Linked DNA regions of Oryctolagus cuniculus: region 1 is linked to region 2. Evidence: chromatin contacts called from public Micro-C data. All regions are on one chromosome and are shown on one strand. Each heading gives the region's core, a stretch centred on a gene start, on an enhancer-like site or on the middle of the called end of the contact. The rest is flanking DNA. Distances are from core to core; before and after follow the strand shown. Region 1 holds the start of AIFM1 (apoptosis inducing factor mitochondria associated 1). Region 2 has its middle 6.6 kb from the start of ELF4.

What was found. A called contact is a pair of places that touch in the nucleus more often than the background predicts.
Region 1: a Micro-C map of ear pinna shows a contact between it and region 2, with 8 times the contacts expected there. The contact joins the promoter of AIFM1 here to the enhancer-like site in region 2. A contact is called at or near these places in 2 of 6 Hi-C or Micro-C datasets (ear pinna and an unstated tissue).

The regions. Positions count from the first base shown.
Region 1 is chrX:107,840,701-107,845,338 of mOryCun1.1, forward strand. AIFM1 (apoptosis inducing factor mitochondria associated 1) reads right to left here and starts at 2,408. Exons shown (of 16, transcript XM_002720291.5): 1 at 1,726-2,408. The coding sequence starts at 1,831.
Region 2 is chrX:107,795,564-107,799,923 of mOryCun1.1, forward strand. No RefSeq gene overlaps it. Among named protein-coding and RNA genes, the nearest start is that of ELF4, 6.6 kb to the left of the region's middle. Within about 2 kb of position 1,663, at least 4 of the 8 cell types and tissues checked have an H3K27ac peak or open chromatin away from gene starts, as enhancers often do. A contact at or near this core is called in ear pinna, where this site is marked.

The DNA of each region.
Region 1 (4,638 bases), core at 1,158-3,657, 46 kb after region 2:
ACTTTTGGTGGGACTTCAAAATGCTGCTAGAAGGTGTCTTAACCAAAATGAGTACACAACGTTCGAAAGGCCAGTGTGAATGAAAATCCTCAGGTCATCTCAATTTCTCTGTAAAGTTCTGTGCAGCGTGCATAAAGCACCATCGTTTCAATGCAGCAACCCACAGAGATGACATCTATTGATGGGACATCCGTTTAGGAGTTCTAAAAGCAGTACTTCCAAGGACATCACTCATACACACCTACCAGGAAACATTTTCTTGACCCACAGCAATAGGAAAAACTGTTCAAACATACATTTGCAATCACTTGACGAATCCAAGGGAAATGTTTTTCCACTGTTCATTTTTAAAGCACTCATAAGGTGGGTGCTTTCACATATTAAAACCCTCAAGGATAATTTTGATGTTGCAAACGCAAATTCCCTAAGGTGGACATTCAAAAATTGCATCTTGTATATGTGGATTACTTATTATCCCTGTCAAATTGTGCTTATTGGGGCCAGTGCTGTGGCACAGTAGGTTAAGCCGCTGCATCCCATGGAAGCACCAGGTCAAGTCCTGGCTGCTCCACCTCCAGTCCACTTCCCTGCTAATGCACCCAGGAAAGCAGTGGAAGATGGTCCAAGTAGTTGAACCCCTGACACCCATGTGGGAGATCCAGATGTAGCTCCAGGCTCCTGGCTTCTGCCTGGCCCAGCCCTGACCATCGTAGCCATTTGGGGAAGAGAACCAGCAGATGGAAGCTGTCTCTTTGCCTCTCCCTCTAATTCTGCCTTTCAAATAAATAAATAAATAAATCTTTTTTCTTTTTATAAAGTAGGCTCAAGCCATACTCAGACAAATTCATGGCTATCTGAGGTACAATGAGAATTACTGGGGAGGGAACAAAATTCATCCTTCACTTTTTGAAGCCAAACTAGGTAGCAACGTGGGGTTATAGCAAGGGAATAAGAGCCTAGAGTCTGGCAAACTATCCTTAGCCCTACCTATTAATTAACTATGTGACCTTGAGCAAGTAATTTCACCTGTCTCAGTTTATTACCCATAAAATGAGTGGGTTGAACTTTACCACAAAACCCCTTGCAGCTCTAAAATTTGATCAAGCAACCTCCTGGAGGGCAAATATAATGCACGCTGCAAGCTGTTTAGAGCTTTAAAGAGCACCAAGAATGACACTGGCCAGGACTCTCAAATTAATTCTGCACCCATTCTCTTGGAGGCTGGTGCACAACCGCCTGACATCTTATTTGTACTACACCATTTGCTTCATGGAGCACTCAAATCTCTGGATCTCATCTGGGGTTTGAAAGGTTATGGAAGAAACTTAGGCATAGGGCTTAAATATTCTGTTTAAAGGCTCCCACAAGGCAAATGGCAAAGTCTACTTGACCTCATTGCCCTAAAGATGCGGGATGCAGGTGGCAGGGAGGCAGTGACAATACGAGAGGGCCACTTGTTCTGTTACCACTACATAGCAAACCCCCACAGGAAAAGGCCTCAAGCCAACTACTGGGTTCAAATCTCTTGAAGGTCAGGTCGGCAGGATTGTGCCAACTCCTCTGCTTGCAAAACTCAGGTTTGGATTCTGCCAATTAAGAATTCACGAGAAAGTGACAATTTTAAGGTTTTTTTTTGGGGGGGGGGGGCGCTGCGAGGCAAAGGGAGCCTATGGCGCCCAAGCCCTTGGACGTCAAGGTGGGGGTTGCCCGGGATGTGTCAGTCACCTGGGAGCCGGTTCCTTTGCCTCGGGCTTCGGACGCACACTGTCCGCACCAAGGGCACCAACTTCTGCTTCAAAGCACCCGCCGCAAGGCCTCCACACCGGAACATTTCGGCAACGGCTACTCTGGACCTCCTCCTTCCCTTTCTTCTTACGCACCGACAGCCGGGTCAAACACCACGGGCCCCGGCCCGCTCCCCCGCCTTTCACACGCACACTACGCAAGCTCCTCCTCCCAGCCCCGGGTGGGCATTGGACAGTGAGGCCGGCCTGCTAGACACAGGGGAGGGGGGGACGGCGAGCAGATGCCTATTGCGCAGGCGTAGCACTCGGCGCCACCTTGTGATTGGTCCACAAATGGAAAAGATTTGCGCATGCGCCTAGCTGCCCGCGTGCTTCCAGAGACCGCCCCCCTCCCCCCAGCCAGCTCCAGATAGCAAGTTTTCGCCTGTCGGTGGCGGTGGGCTGGGCTGAGCGGTTTTGGAATGCTGTCCGAAGAGGTATTCGTGGATCCGCTTTGTCTGGTGGTTGTGTCTGCCGCTGTGTCGGTAAAGGGAACTGATCATAGCACCTCACAAAGCGTGGCCCCAGCACCGCACGCTGTCCTTTTTTAGGCCACAAGACACTTAAGCCTTCCGGATTCTCTTCCTGTGGTCCACTTCCAGTCTTTCCCTGGGTCCGAGCCGGGCCACCTGACTTCGCAAATCCGGAGTGTACTTCCGTCTTTTACAAGTTGCCCACCCTGCCCGTTTCCGGGGCAAGTAACCACTCGGCGCGCTCTTTCGCCGTTTCACTTTTATATTATGCAATTCTGTGCCCTAGATGCTGTACAAGGTACTGCGGTAGTCTCCTGCTGTTATAGATTAGGTGCTGAAGAGCAGGATGCTAGCAAACATGGTTGGTGCTACACAGAGTGTCTAGGAGAAATCTGAATGTAGGGCTTTCAGAGTGGTGGGGGGAATTGGGTGAGGCGCTGCCAAATATAAGATAGATTGGAAAGAATTGTTTTTGGCTGTGTGCGGAATGTAACACATGGCTTTTTCAGATTGGGGTTGCATATTCGTTTAACAAGTATGTATTCAGCATTTGCTGCTTGCATTGTACTATAAAAGAGACTGGCAGAGAGGAAAAAGACAGGATCTGGTCGCTGTCTTGTTGGGGAGATGACATATACTGGTCATTTAAATATAAAATAATATATGAGGGCCAGATCGAGAGAGAAGAGTGTGGAATCACTAAGGAAGGATATCACACAAGAAGTGTTATTTGCGCTGTGTCTTGAAGATGAGTACTGAATTGCAAACCATGGAGGAGCAGGAATGTTACTGCACATGACCAATACTTTGGGATCAAAGGTAACCTTCAGAGTGGCTGAGCATGTGACCTTGGATTCAGAGCAGGTCACTTGACTGCGCCTCACTTTCCTGATCTGCCAGTCTCACAAGGTGTGAGGAAGTCTAGATGAACCAATGTTTGTAATGTGTCTTATAGGAAGCACCTTGCTGCTTGGTAAATTAAAAGGCCCGGAGGTATAAAAAAAAAAGCACATTTTTAGGGTCCGATGACAAGAGAGTACATACTATATACTAAGAAGTATGAATACAAGGACAGGTATGTTCGGTGGAGCCGTACTTAAACCGGCAAAAGATTTAGCCTAATCACATAGAGGATGAAGTCACACACACACACACACACACACACACACAAATTTTATGGAATGGGGATACAGAATGAAGTTACAGCACTGTTTTAGGAAGTCTAGCTCAGTCTTTATTGAGTGAAAATGATCCCGTGTTCCCTTACTTGTTAAGCAGATTAAAAAGTGTTTAGAAATACAGGGAATTAGAGACATTTTACCTAGAGCTGCTTTGAGGGATAAATACTGAAAATGTCAATTCTAGCATTAGGTAAACATATTTCTTTAATGTTTTAAGGTCTTAACAGACATTGATCTTTTTTAAAAAAATATTTTATATGTTTGCTTGAGAGGTAGTGTTATTTTAGACAGAGAGAGGTAGAGCCAGAGAGAAGGTCTTCTACCTGCTGGTTCATTCCCCAAATGGCTGCAACAGCCAGAGCTGGACCGATCTGCAACCAGGAGCTTCTTCCAGGTCTCCCACGTGGGTGCAGGGGCCCAAGCACTTGGGCCATCTTCTAATGCTTTCCCAGGCCATAGCAGAGAGCTGGATTGGAAGAGGAGCAGCTGGGACTCCAACCAGTGCCCATATGGGATGCTAGCACTCTGGGCAGTGGCTTTACCTGCTACGCATAGCACTGGCCCTCAGACATTGATCTTTCTAAAAAACATTAATAAACATGGATTGATTAAATACAAACTTAACATGTCTGTAAAAAAGGCTTGTAAGATGCTTGTCAAAATCGTGATGATCAGGTACCTATGAAAATAACTATACATTCAAAACACAATCACTGGTCACCATTGTGGGGGAGTGGGTGAAGCTGCTGCCTGCAACACCAGCGTCCCATATGGGTGCTGGTTCAGGTCTCAGCTGCTCTGCTTACGATCCAGCTCTCTGCTGATGCACCTGGGAAGGTGGCAGAGGATGGCCCAAGTGCTTGGGCCCCTATACCCATATGGGAGACCCAGTCAGGGTCCTGGCTCCTGGCTTCAGCTTGGCCTAACCTTGGCCAATGTGGCCATTTGGGGAGTGAACCGATGGATGGAAGATGTCTCTAACTGCCTTTCAAATAAATAAATAAATCTTTTTTAAAAAGCAGTCATTTAATGATGCACAATTAATAAAAAAGACTATATGGCATGTTTGATTTTTTTAAAAAAAATTATTTGAAAGAGTTAGAGAAAAGGAGAGATAGAGAATGATCTTCCATCTGCCTTAATCTGCTGCACCACAACACTGGCCCCACCTTTGTTTCGCAATGATGCAATGAGGTAGTT
Region 2 (4,360 bases), core at 413-2,912:
GGCGCTCCGATGTGCATGGCGAGCCCCGTCGCGCGTGCCTGTGTGTTTGTGGAGGGCGTGTGCAAGTGTGTGTCTGCAAGGCAGCGGGGCTGTGAGCCTGTGCGTCGGAGGGTGTCTACGTGTACATCCCCCCCCCCCCCCGCTGGCTGCCAAATTATCTTCCCATCTCTCGAAGCGAAGGGCTTGACTGAGGGAGGCCAGCAGTGCAAAAGGGGGGCAGCGGGGGAGGGAGAGGGGCTGCGGGGGAAGCAAAGCGATTCCACTCGGCGGAGGAAAGTGTCAGCCAAGGCTGAAACTGAAACCCAGGCAGCAGCTCGGACGCACTAGCACCCTGGGATCGTCCCCCCGGGCTTCGGTTCCTCCCACTCCCCCACCCCCTCCAGCAGGCGGTGGCGATTAGTCAGCCTGAAATTCCCATCCCTGCAGCCTGGACGTGGGCTTGAGGCAGTGACGGCTGTGCTAGCACTTGGCCCGTGGTTCACACGTGACCCCATTAGTGCCCATTATCACATTAACACAAATTAGTCTATCAGATCCTCTCCCAGCCACCTAGTGGGGCGGAGGGCCAGGCTGGAGGGAGAGCCGCAGCCCGGTGGCATCGCGGGGTGGTCGCAGACTGAGGACTGTGGATCAGAAAGCGGGCGCGGGGGGGGGGGGGGGCGACGGGGAGCGGCAGAAAGCGGAGGCTGGGGGGGGGGACGCAGCGGGGGCATCAAGCTTGGCCAATTTGATCCTTTTCCTCAGCGGTGCTCTGGGAGCAGGCACCTTGGGGAGGGGGCTCCCAGAAAGGAGCCGGTTTCCAGGAATAGCTGGGCACCGCCCTGTAGGAAGGAGGCCCGGCCTCTGAGGTCTGGGCGGGAGACAGACGGTATTTCTCCTGGCACACAGTGAAACCTGGGAACGTTTAGGATCCTGTGGGGTTCCCACTCCCTTCCCCTCCCCCCATCCTCTACGGAAAAAATCTTTAGATAACTTTCTCAGATGGCTTTGGACACCCTGGAAGCAGGAGAGTTGGATGGATGAGCTGACAGGGGAGAAGAGACACCCGGAACCCTAGGTCGCAGCGCGGCTTTGATGTCTTGGCACCGAAAAAGGGGACACGCTGCCCGCAGAGTTTATACGTAAAGGCCGCACGGTGGAAATAGCCACTGGAGAGGGAGAGAAGCCCCCAACACCTCTTCTCTTCAGCTCAAAGGTGTCTGGCCACAGGCTATTTTTGTGCTCTGATTTTCTCAGTACGCTAACTAAGCAGCCACCGCATAGCCATGAACCACCGCGGGGAGGTCCAAGGCAGCATCACAGGACTTCGAGAACTCGGGGCCTGCAAGGAGTTAGCGACACAAAGCTCTGTCTACGGAGACCAAGGTCCCAAGTTTGAATCCCAGATCGGACTGTCAGCTTTCTTCTTTTTTGGCTGCATTAACAAACACGGAACCCCTGCTGTCGCATGAGGCTGGGCCCCTCACCCTCATCTAGAATGAATCCTGCGCCCCAGACCTGGCCACAGTCTGTGTCCCTGGGTTAGAGATGCATTCTTGGTCTCAAGGGAGCCAGATAGAAAGCGGCTGTGCAAGGAAACCCACCCCCAACGCCCGAGACGCGACTCAAAGTTTCCATTCTATGGCCCGCGCGCGCGGGTCAAGCGCGCCATCCCGGGAGAGCAAACACGGCCCGCAAACCGCAATCCCTTAGCCGAAGCGAAGAGCTGCCTCGAACTCTGCGGAGCCTGGGAAACGGCCCGAGAGACTGCGGAAAAGCGCGCACTGGCCAGCCCTAGGCCGGGTCTCTGGCGCCGCCCGTCGCTCTCCCGCCTCTTCCGTCCCTTGGATGGGAACATCGCTTTTTCTAGAGTCCGGGGCGGCTGGCTCGAGGGGCGGCGGGGCTCTGGTGGCCCCTCACGTCCTTCCCCTGCCACCTCGTTTTGCGGCTCACGCACCCCCCAAATCCCGGATTCTCGGTGGGGGCTGAGCTCTCCGCCCCTCCCCGCAGGGCGCCTCTGCAGCGCCACCTGCAGGAGGAGCGCACTCCGCGCGGCTCTTGGCGTGGTGGCGGGAATTGGCCTCCGAGGAGGAGGAGCAGAAGAGGTGGGCTCGGCTGCCTCCCCCACCCACCCACCACCTCCCCCGCTTTCCCCGCTGGCGTGCCACGACAGCCCCGAGTGGCCTGGCCGGCCCAGCCCTGAGGCCCATCCCGCTCAGGCACCCGGTGCTCCGACCTTCCACTCCCGCTGCCGCACTCCGAGCTGCGCCCTGCCCCGGGCGCCTCTTCTTGGGAAGCAGTGAAGTCACGCCGGGCCTGGTCGCTGACTCATGAGAACGATAATCCTCCCCCTGTCGGCACGCCCCCTTGAAACTTCCCCTCAATCCCTACTTTCCTGCTCCCGCCCACCTTCCCTGTCCTGTCCGGTGTACCAGGGCGGCTGTGGGCTCCAGGCAAAGATTTGGGGGAGGGGGGGCGGCTGGGAGGGAAGTGGCACGCGCGAGTCCCCATGGAGACCCTCGCGCTTCTCTTCCCGCCTGGTCGCTTGGCGCTGTTCGGAGGCCTGCAGGGAATGCCCGAGAGGGAACTGCGTGTTTGCGACTTTGGGCAAAGGTCCCACTAAGGTATCCTTTGTGGGAAGCGCCTGCTGAGTGGAGAGCGTCTGGGGTGCTCTTTCTCTCCCTTGGGCCTCACGAGTAACTGGGGGGGTTCACCCGAAAGCTCTGATCCCTTCTTTGGAAACTTCTGTGCCAATGAATCGGCCGGGCATTGACAGAATGGGGCAGGAGTGGGGGACGCCAGGCCCCGAGGGCCATATAAGGCCCGCGAAATCCTTTGGTCTGGCCTTATCCAGGCAACCGCAGGTGGGCCTTGAAATTCCATAAATCCATAGCAGGCTAATTTTTAAGTTGATCATTTTGCCTGGTGCACGAATGATATTATAAATACCTAAATGGCCCTTGGCAGTAGAAAAGATTCCCCACCCCTAAGGGTGCCCTGCCTTGTGAGGGGTCCTGATGACAGGCCAGGTCACAGGGCCTTTCCTCCAGGAACTTAGTATTGGAACCCGTTCAGGTTGGGGTGGGGGAACTTTGAGGTGAAGGATTTCCAGTTCTCACCCTGCCACTTGTGCCACTGGTTTCAATGCGGGCGTGGGGGGGGGGGCAGCCAGATTGGTTTGGCTCATCACACCTCTGCTGGGGTGGCAGATCAGAATCCCACACTGGTTGCTTGGTGTGTTAGTTCAACAAGGTAGTTGGGGCTAGCACTGTGGCATGGCAGGTTAAAGCCCTGGCCTGAAGCGCCAGTTCTAGTCCCAGCTGCTCCACTTCCAGTCCCACTCTCTGCCTGGGAAAGCAGTAGAAGATGGCCCAAGTCCTTGGGCTCCTGCACCTGCGTGGGTGACCTGGAAGAAGCTCCTGGCTCCTGGCTTCGGCTCAGCTCAGCTCCAGCTGTTGTGGCCATTTCAGTAGTGAACCAGCAGATGGAAGACCTCTCTCTCTATCTCTATCTCTCCGCAATTCTTTCAAATAAATAAAAATCTTTTTTTTTAAAGGTAGCCAAAAGCCTCAGACCACCCCCCCACCCCCCCAGCCAGGGAAGGCTTCAAGTTGGAGGGGCTCTGTTGGTGTCTGAAACACCTTGACTCTCCTTTCTTTCTGGAAGGGGCGTGGCCTGGAAGCATTCTTTCCCACCCCGAGAATCTGGGTACTGGATTGTCATTCTTTTCCACTATGCAATTTCCTTTTGTCTGTAAGAGCCAGATGCTGAAGCGTACAGACTTCCTGACTCACTTGTCACCGACCTTCAGGGCACAGCTCTGCCAAGGCCATGTTCAGTGTGGAAATGGCCATGGACTCAGAGCTGGAGGGGGTGGGGAGTGAGCGCAGGTCTCGGGGTTCAGGGCTTGTGTGTTATGAAGGGGGTTTTCTCGGCATGGTTGGGATGGGCCCTGGGCTATGGTGGTTGTCCACCTGCCACCTCTGCGGGATGTGTTTGCTGGGGCTAGGTGGGAATGTATGTGCTAGGAACATGGCTGAGAACAGTCCCTCTGTAGAGCTTTCCTGGGAGAGATTCAGGGTTTAAAGGCACATTTCATGGAGCCTGGAAATGCTCCATGGAGAAGAAATAAGGCAGGGTGTGATTTCCAGATGTAGCTTGCTAGCTCAAAGAAGAATCATATGGGCAGGGCCCCAAGTACTTGAGCCATCACCTGCTACTGCCCAGGGTGAGCATTAGCAGGAAGCTGGACCAGAAGCAGAGGTGGCATTCCGTCACTCTGCCTTGGAAATAAATCAGTATAGAAAATTTTAAAAAGAACCATAAAGTACAAAGAAGACAAAAACACCCCTCCCCCAACCAACAAACCTGTAAATCTGGT